Regions from separate parts of the Rattus norvegicus genome. Here region 1 is linked to region 2. A link is a contact called in public Hi-C data. All regions are on one chromosome and are shown on one strand. Each heading gives the region's core, a stretch centred on a gene start, on an enhancer-like site or on the middle of the called end of the contact. The rest is flanking DNA. Distances are from core to core; before and after follow the strand shown. Region 1 overlaps Pcca (propionyl-CoA carboxylase subunit alpha). Region 2 overlaps Pcca (propionyl-CoA carboxylase subunit alpha).

Region 1 (4,656 bases), core at 1,756-4,255, 38 kb after region 2:
GAAGTTAAGTGAGCGCTGCTATGTGGTGCTTCTTCCTCATCCCCTGGTGTCAGAGAACCTTTTCTACCATAGGACTTCTCTGCCTTTTGTCTTAGGTTGTGTGTTTGTGTTCTCATGCTTCTTTTACAGATCCTGTCTGCCTTTTCTCCCTAAACTTCTATCTCTTTTGTCAAGTCTGCTTTGCTTTCCTGTTGGCTGTGTCCAACATTTAACTTTTACTGTTCCGGCTGCTCCTTTTCCCCAGGCTTCTATTGGCTGGTGTGCACATTGTTGTATTAGATTGCAGACTCTGAAAAACCATGTTTATCCAAACCTCAGTGTTCATAGTACAAAGGGGGCACTAACATGCTGGGGTGGCAGGTGTGTCCAAAGCTGCGCAGGGCACACAGGGACACTGATGTCTACTTGCTTCCCAGTGATCAGCTGCAGTCTTTAGCTTCTTATATAATTGCTGGCCAACCTACCAGTTGCCACACAGGATATGACACGGCAGCAAAATCAAGAGAGAAAACATTGATTTGTGGCTGTGTTTTGGTGTCTGTCATTTTGTCAGGCAAAGTGACAATGGCAGTCATTTCATCCCCTAGACTGTCCCTTTCTTGCTGGTTATGTGGAGCTGGTCATTGGGGCTGCTGTTTTACCCCTAATATGAAATGTCAAAGATTTCCTTAAATGAAGCATTAGTAAAAGTGAGTTACCACTGTGATTCTAGAGTAAGCTTCTCATATGATTAGAATCTGATGAATGAAATACTATCTATGAAGAATGATGCTCTTTAGTCACTTATCCAATGATTGCTGAATGTCTTCTGTAAGCACTGGGCAAGTTCATGAGAAACGGATATGGATGAGGCATTGTTTGACTCGATACTATATAGAAGACTGATATGTCCATAAGTAAAGATAAAGAAGTGTGACAAATCCTGCAATAGTGGTATAAAACAAACATGGCATGCATGCAGAAGAGAGAAATGAAGTGCTGGTTAATAACAGTGGAGACTTTGAGGTTGGAGGGTCATATTGGCTGTGTTGTTCCCTACCGAATGCTGAGACAGTTCATACAGCGTACTTGGAAGACAGTTATTTAGGTTATGCTAGCCTTGTTCCTCTTAGGATGTGTATTAAAGTTTCTATTCTTTCTAAAATTATTTGAACGGTTGTTAGGTTTTGCTGTGAAACTATTGAATCTGATAATCTCATTAAACAATTTATAATTGAAAAAAAAAAAAGAATGATGCTTAGGGCAAGACTGGCCTCGGAACAGTTCCTTGTAGGTAGTGCTAGTTATGAAGTGTGATGTGATGGCGGCATACCCCTCTACCCCCTGCACCTTGGGAGGAAAAGGAGGTTCAGTAGTCAGAGCAGGTCTGAGGCCAAAGAGACCCTGCTTCAACAACGTTCACTAAACAAGCACCATGCATAGGTCTTGTTAGTACCCCCTCTTCTAAACGTGAAAGAAGTCACCCATGTGCTGATAGTCTCAGCCTGGATCATTCTTCCATGTGTCGGCATTATACTGGCTTTACTGCATCTTTGTCACTGAGCAGAGTAAAGAAAGTGGTAGATAGTGAAGTCCAGCAGTGTGGAGAGTTATCCTGCTGCTGTCAAGGGCAGTTAATTACAAGCCAAGATCTCCTATTTTAGCATCCCACTCCACAGCCAGAACGAGTTTTGTCATTAGACTGTGCTCCTCCAGTCATTGTGCAGCAGGCAGAGCCACCCAACCATCACCGGGAAGTGGCTTCTTCACACCACACGACTTCTTTCTCATCCGGAGTTGCCATTGAAAACTTACAGTGTTCTAGACAGCAGTGTGTTAGAAAAGGAGTGTGGAGGAGATGTGATGTGAAGCAAATTTTAATAGAAACTTAGAAATGTTTTAAAAGGAAACAAAAAGCTATAAACAGCTGAGAGACTACCTAGCATAGGCTACTTTGAAAGCTCTAAAATGAAACTAGATATCTGATGTCCAGACTGATGACCAAAAGGTCTCTCACCTGTCCCCTGTGTCCTGGTCTCTCTGTCACCAGCTGGTTGTATTAATGTGAGGAGCACCACATCCACATCCTCTTACGCTAATCAAAGGGCTTTCGGATCAATAGCTTAAAGTCATATTCTATTTCTAGAAAATATAATTTTATTATTTAACAGCAAAATAATTTCTGTATTCATGATGCAGTAAAAAGAAATGAATCAAGGAGATCTGAAAACACCTTACTTATATAGAATGAAATAAACATCTTGAAAATGACAGGTAGTTATATGATACAATGAGCAATTTCATCTAAGGTGATGCACCCCAATTGCCAATATTTATGGATATATTAATATTGCCAGTATTATGGATATATATAAGTGCTCGAATGTAAGCCAGAATTCTTTTCAAAGGGGTTAAAATTCACCCCAACGCCTGATGTTTTGTTAACTCTGACTGTCCACGTATAAAGAATGTGGAGGGTAGTTAACTGGGTTTCTTAACATGTACTGGGCCAGGAAGCCTGCCTTGTGTCAGTGGCTGAGGTGGAGAAAGCAGAAGCTGCCATGCTTCTCTCCCCGTGAGTAAATACTGTGTGCAGCTGTCATCTGGAAGTAATATTTCTCCTTGAGCACATCATGCCAAGTAGACTTGATACAGAATATACATTAGACTAAATGAAAGCCAGATCTCACCACTATTGGCAGAGAAAGGCCCAGCCTCCTTTGCTTACATGGTCAGCGTAGAGTGTGGTGTAAATGAAATGCAGTTGTTAAGGTATCACGAGGTTTCAGGGGAGCCCACACTTAGGGAGCATCCTGAACAAGTTGAAACACTCTCGGCTTGTCCTGTGGTTCAGAATTTTAAAATAGAACCTTAGCTTTGCTGCAGCAGTAGAGTTTCATTCTCCTCAGTGCTGGGGGTGTTACTTGGGGCCCATCTTCAGTCCCTCCACCATGTTTGTCACCTTGCAGGAACCAGAGCCACGCTGTGTGGTGGAGCAGCCCAGGCCTCCACCTCCCTCCTGGGTTGACACTATTCAGTCAGAGCCTTGTTGAACTCTACTTTGGTAAAGGTTTTCAACCTGAACACTGTGTCCTTTCTCAAATAATCATTGCAAATAAAAGTTAGGCCAAACGTTGAAGCAGGCAGAACAGGGTGGGGGGGCACTTCAGGAGAGCTTAGAGTCAGAACCTCTCCCTCTTGCACAACAGCTCTTTGGATTCCAGATAGCAACATGCTTAAGATTCTTTCCTGGTACAAAATTGAACCGTTCATTTGCTTTTCAGTTAAAAAACAGAAACAAATGGAAGCAAATGCCATCGTACAGTTTGGTGGTTTAGGAAGCAGAGGCTGGAAGGCTGCACACAGCTCTCTGAGGGCCAGCCTGGTCTATATTGCTGTAGATGATCCAGGACTACAAACAAAAACAAACCCAAAATCCCAAACCAAACCAGATTGTCTCCCCCGAAGCTGAGTAGCACTGCAGAGAATTACGAGAAGTGACCTTTGGAAACAGAAACTGTCTCATGTTCCATCTCCAATCTCCTTGCAAGTCACATTTACCACACTCAAGCACAGGCTCAAGCCAAGTGCTGTGGCCAGAGCTTGATGGCATGCTCTTACACTCAGCATACAGTGTGATAGAGTTTGCAGCATGGTAATAAAGTGGAGGCCGTAGAAGGGAGAGGACCATGGGTTCTCCACTGTTCATTGCTCTCACATGGTGGACACCAGGTACCTTCTTGGAGCCTGTTCCCTGCTTGCAGCAAGGGTAGCCAGTGTACAACAGCTCATCTTAGAGTTCAGCACTCATCCAATGGGTGGCTGCTTTGACTAGAAGCTGTGTGCGCGCGTGTGTGCGTGTGAGGGGGGAGGGAGAGGGAGAGGGAGAGGTGAATGCACGTGTGTATGTGAGTGTGTGTGTGTGCATGTGAGAGAGAGAGAGTGAGTGTGTATGTGTGTCCATGTGCCTGTGTGTGTGTGTCTCTGTGTGTGTGTGCGCGTGTGTGTGTGTGTGCGCGAGTGTGCGTGTGAGGGAGGAGGGAGAGGGAGAGGTGAATGCACACGTGTATGTGTGTGTGTGCGGCACAAGTTGATTCTGGTGCATTCCTCCGTTGCTTTATACATCATTATTTGTTGAAAGCAATGAACTTTATGGATGGTATGTGAGAAAGTAGAAGTTCCGAAGCGCTTGCTATTCTTCTAGTGACCCAGGATGGAGACCGAGGGAAGATGCTCAGTGATTTGGGGGCTGAATTGGTGCAGACTTTCTCTCTTTCCCTCATGATTTTTTTTTTTCTGGGGTAGGTCATCAGGGATTCTTCCTCCTTGGAGGCCATGTAGGCATGAAGTCTACCACTGTGTTGCTGTAGCCTGTCACACTGTTATATCAGGAAATGAGCTTGACAAAGTAGTTGTTGGGGGCAATGCCAGCCCCAGCCTCAAAGGTGAAGGAATCGGTATCACTGTCATAGGTCATAGGAGACAGTGTGGTCCTCAGCTTAGTCCAGGATGCGCTCTGATGCTGACATCATAGTCTTCACAATGTATGGTTTCTCTTGGTGCTGTTTCAGATATACATTTGGGGGCAGGAACTTGAAAGACCATGCTAGTGAGCTTCCTGTCAGCCCTGGGGTAGCCTTGCCTATAGCCTGGGCAGGACTAGCAGAGTCATGGTGT
Region 2 (4,441 bases), core at 1,091-3,590:
CTGGAACTTGCTTTGTAGACTGGGCTGGCCTCGAACTCACAGAAACCTGCCTGCTTCTGCCTCCCAAGTGCACCGCCACGCCTGGCTAGTAACACGTTCTTAAGTTGCCTTGACTACTAACGTGTATATTTGGATACTGGTCATCATAATCCATATTTTCCAGTTAGTCTTTTAGGATGTCGCACTTCCTAACAGTTAGGCCACCCTTGAGAACCTAGGATTGTTCTGAGTATTTTTATCAGTATTAAACAGATGCTGTCATGCTTCAGTGAAGAATTTCCTGAGCATATAAAGCCCACCAGGGCCACTGGGCAGCTAGCTGCTCTTGTGCTGCATTTGGAGGTCTCATTGATTAGACTTACTCTGGTGATTAGGTAATTAAAATGCTATTAACTATTTTGGGGAGGGGTGTTAACAGTGAGCAATGAGGGTGCAATGAGGTTTCACTGCGTTGCCTTGAGTGCCTTGGCTTAAGTGATCCTTTATCCTCATTGTCCTGAGTAGCTGGAACTTACCATCAGGGCCTTTGGGCCCAGCAAATCAAAGGGTTTTTGAATGGGATATTTGCTTAAAATCTCACTGTTGTTCACTTTTCTTATAAAACTTAGCTATTCTTTTTAGAGCAAGATATACTCTATATACTTATGCAAATTTGAAACATTAGACCTTTCCTTGAAGAACTAATCAGGAAAAGAATGCATTTGAGATGTTTAGACATTTTTTCTGCTATTTTTGTCTTTAGAAAAACTTATTCTGCAGAAACATTATACTCTCTCAATTTTAAATGTTTTGATTATCTTGGCTTAGCTAAATTACTTCCTCTGCATTTTGGGGCAAAATGGAATAGGATAGGATCCCTGGTAGGAATTTGTTCACATTAATATGGCTCATCAGGGACATTATATTTAATTGGAGACCCTGCAGAACAGTGGCAGGAGGCTTGAAGAGAATGATTTAGCATTAGCAACAGCCCGTCTGGGAGCTGTGCACTAATCAAGGTGCTGGAGTGTTAGTGCTGGGGATGATGGGAACTATGACGATCATGACATGTAAGCATGCCTGTGCGAACTGGACAGGCAATGCGTTAGTTAATCAAGACGTGTATTAAATGGCTCCCATGCTGATTCATTATTATCTACCGTAGTGCCTGTCATGTTGTGTATTTAAAAAATACAATTATTGCCGAATTCAGTATGTACTCGAGCTAAATTCAGCCTTCACTCTCTTATTTTCAACAAAATAGCCTCGATTTGCTTTGTCCATATAAAAATAGAGAATTGTGTCAATTGTGCTGGTTCTGTGAATTGCATTTTAAATAGTTCCCATCCGTTTAACAGAGTGTACCTCTGACTTCATGTTCCTTTAAGAGTCTGCTTAGCCCTTTCTTATGTTTATCATAAGTACTCTGACTCATTTCCTTCTGCATAAGTGATCTGGGTTCAAAACTGCAATTTATGTGTCTTTATTTTTCAGGATGAGAAATAATTCAAGCATTTCAGAGAGAAACTAATATTGAATACACGGTGCTATAGAAGAATCAAAGCATTCACCTTTCCACCGTCAAATGCTCTAGAATCAGAGAGGGTGGACCCTCCTCTGTGTCGTGGGTGGGCTCTTTATGCCAGGTAGACCCATTCTGGGCCCAGCATGCGTAGAGCCGTCTGCCATGAAGCCATCCATTAGAAATGCTAGAAATGTACATATTTTGGGGAAAAGGAGCTGATAAATTGAATTCCTTTAGAAAATAAATTGAAATGCAGCATAAATCCATAAGCAAACTGTATTTTATCTGTAGACAAATTTATATTGGCACTGTACAGATGAACACAGTTTTTAAAAATTATAAACACTGTCAAATTTAATAAAACTTTGTATGGAACTGTGACCTTTATTTATTGACTTAATTAAAGCAACATTATGGCTGCTGCTTGAAGTGCTAGTCTGTGGGTGGCTGTTAGTGAAGTCCGTTATCCGTGCAGTCTGTGATAGTGGTCAGCAGTGACAGGAGTCAAACTTGCAACCAACACCCTCCCTTGGGAGCTGTGGGCTCAGCAGGCAAAATTGTCACAACCCAGCAAAGCTGCTTAACTGACTGATGGCTTAACCCCCTGGTGTCCAGGGTAAGCCAGTCATTCCAGTGAGGAGGGGCTGTGACTTTATCTAGGAGTTGGGCAGAAATTGCATCTGGACGGAAGAAAAGTCTTGGTATTAATATCTTCATGTATGAACTATTAGATTTATTTGTATGTTCATGTAACTGGCCATTTAATGGAACATTCCAACTGCTTTTCCTCTTACTCTGTGTGATGGAACTTGAACCCAACGCTGTATCAATGCCTGCCAAATGCTGCATGTCCTGAACTCGCCAGAACTTTTAAATAAACAAAGCCCAACGCAAGACTTACAACATTTTACTCTTTTGGTCTTAAATTTTTACTATAAAGAAGGACACTGTTGTTATTCTTGTTACTGTTCTCTCACTTGGACAGCAAAGTTCACTTAACAGCCCCAGCCAGGTACAGGCTTTAGTCTTCTGTTTACTATACCAACATTTAACAACTTGGCTTTTGCAGCAAAAATTCTTATTAGCAAAAATTAAGAAGGTCTTGGCACATACTCTCCCATTATTACAAAGGGCAGATTTCTACAATCACTTCACAGATCAGAAGTTAGGGCTAGGGCTGCGGCTCACTGGTCAAGTGTTTGCCCTTTGTGACTAACCCACCCCGAGTTTGATCTCCAGCAATATATACACAGTGATTTTGAATGACACTTTCAAAGGAATGAGTGTATTCTAATGTTATCTTACCTTGTGATGTGAAATAAGACCTAATCATGGCCTTATTTTTCTCTAAGCTTGTATTTAAGGAGAACTGGAAGTCCTGCCTATTGGTTAAAAGTAATCAAATATTAGAAGACACAGCTTAGCTTCACTCTGATGTTCTAGAGTTTACAAGGCACTGTGTATATGGCAGTGAGCTGTGCCAGCATTATTGCTTATGTGCTGTATTGATTTCCTTTCTCATTCCTATGGCCAAATTCCTGGCCCAAAGCTACTTATTGTCTCACAGTTCTGACAGATGTAGTTCACACAGAGGGGGTAGCATGGCAATGGGAGTAACTTGTTCTGTGGCACCAACTACGAAGCTGAGGAAGAGGCATGTCAGTTCTCAGATGGCTTCTTCTCTTTTTATTCAGTCCATGGTGTGGTGTCACTCACATTTGGCTCACAGCTGCACCCAAAGGTATGCTTCACTAATGCCTTAAGGCATTTATTGATGCAATGGGGTTAACAACTGAAATTCAATGCCCTGTTATTACTTGATATCTGCAGGGTACTAGAAACGCACAGACTTATGCAATGGGACCACTGGTTTTAGACTGGAACCGTTGCTTCCAGAGCTGCAAGGACTACCGTTTGGTAGACTGCAGTGCTATTTCAGGTTCTTTGTTGCCCTTGAGTAGTGGCCTTCTGTCCTCTCTAGCACATTGCTTTCAATACGAAGTGTGTGAAAAGCCCTTCATCCATCCATCCATCCATCCATCCATCCATCCATCCATCCATCCATCTATCTATCTATCTATCTATCTATCTATCTATCTATCTATCTATCATCTAGCTATCTTTCTATCTATTTTGGTTTTCTGAGACAAGGTTTCTCTGTGTAGCCCTATTGTGCTGGAACTCCCTCTGTGGACCAGGCAAGCCTCAAACTCTAACCCAGGGTCATTTGCCTACCACTGCCTTCCTAGTGCTGGGATTAAAGGTGCGTTACCACTGCACCATGAGGGTTTGTTTTGTAAGTCAGTGCAGTTTACAGTGTGAGTGAGGAAACATCAGTGGAAGAAGAGTGACCTGGAACAGCCTGTTCTCTGTTCTCATGGTGCTTGTGTTCTAGTGGTAGAGAAAGGTAGATGTAATTATTGTGCTGGGTTTATGAGAGAAAGCAAATCTCTTCCTTTCTTTTCTGTCTCTCCTGTCTTTTTTGTGCTGAGGACCAGACCTGGGGCCTTGCACACATAAAGCAAGGACTCTACTTCCAGTTACAACATCCTCAGTTGTCCTTCTGACATCTGTGCTTGGATGCCTTGGGACGATTTCAAATTCAGAATCAGAGCTCCCAGGTTTCTGATATTTGTATATCAGAAACTATAATCAACTATAGAGGAGTTGATTATGGTCACTACTCGTGCTTTGGTTTTTCATCGCTTATTAATGACCAAGTCCATATCCTAAGGGTTTTATAATCTGGTCATAGCTCTACACTTACGTTGCTTCCTTTGTGCGGTGTTTAAAAGCCTCAGGAACTAGTAACTCTCTGTTTCACCCTAATGATGTTTGTCAGGGAACAAAAGCCTGGAAGATTCAGGAAGTCCTAAAGATGTGCAGTTCCTGACCTGTGACTATGGCAGCATTTTATTATGTTTATCTTTTGGGGTG

What was found. Hi-C and Micro-C count contacts between places; a contact is called where the count stands out from the background.
Region 1: a contact with region 2 is called in a Hi-C map of liver, with 1.9 times the contacts expected there. The contact joins two enhancer-like sites. A contact is called at or near these places in 2 of 12 Hi-C or Micro-C datasets (both in liver).

What each region holds. Positions count from the first base shown.
Region 1 is chr15:106,103,691-106,108,346 of GRCr8, forward strand. The region is part of intron 6 of Pcca (propionyl-CoA carboxylase subunit alpha); the gene reads left to right. Among named protein-coding and RNA genes, the nearest start is that of Pcca, 71 kb to the left of the region's middle. Within about 2 kb of position 3,006, at least 4 of the 93 cell types and tissues checked have an H3K27ac peak or open chromatin away from gene starts, as enhancers often do. A contact at or near this core is called in liver, where this site is marked.
Region 2 is chr15:106,066,736-106,071,176 of GRCr8, forward strand. The region is part of intron 4 of Pcca (propionyl-CoA carboxylase subunit alpha); the gene reads left to right. Among named protein-coding and RNA genes, the nearest start is that of Pcca, 34 kb to the left of the region's middle. Within about 2 kb of position 2,341, at least 1 of the 93 cell types and tissues checked has an H3K27ac peak or open chromatin away from gene starts, as enhancers often do. A contact at or near this core is called in liver, where this site is marked.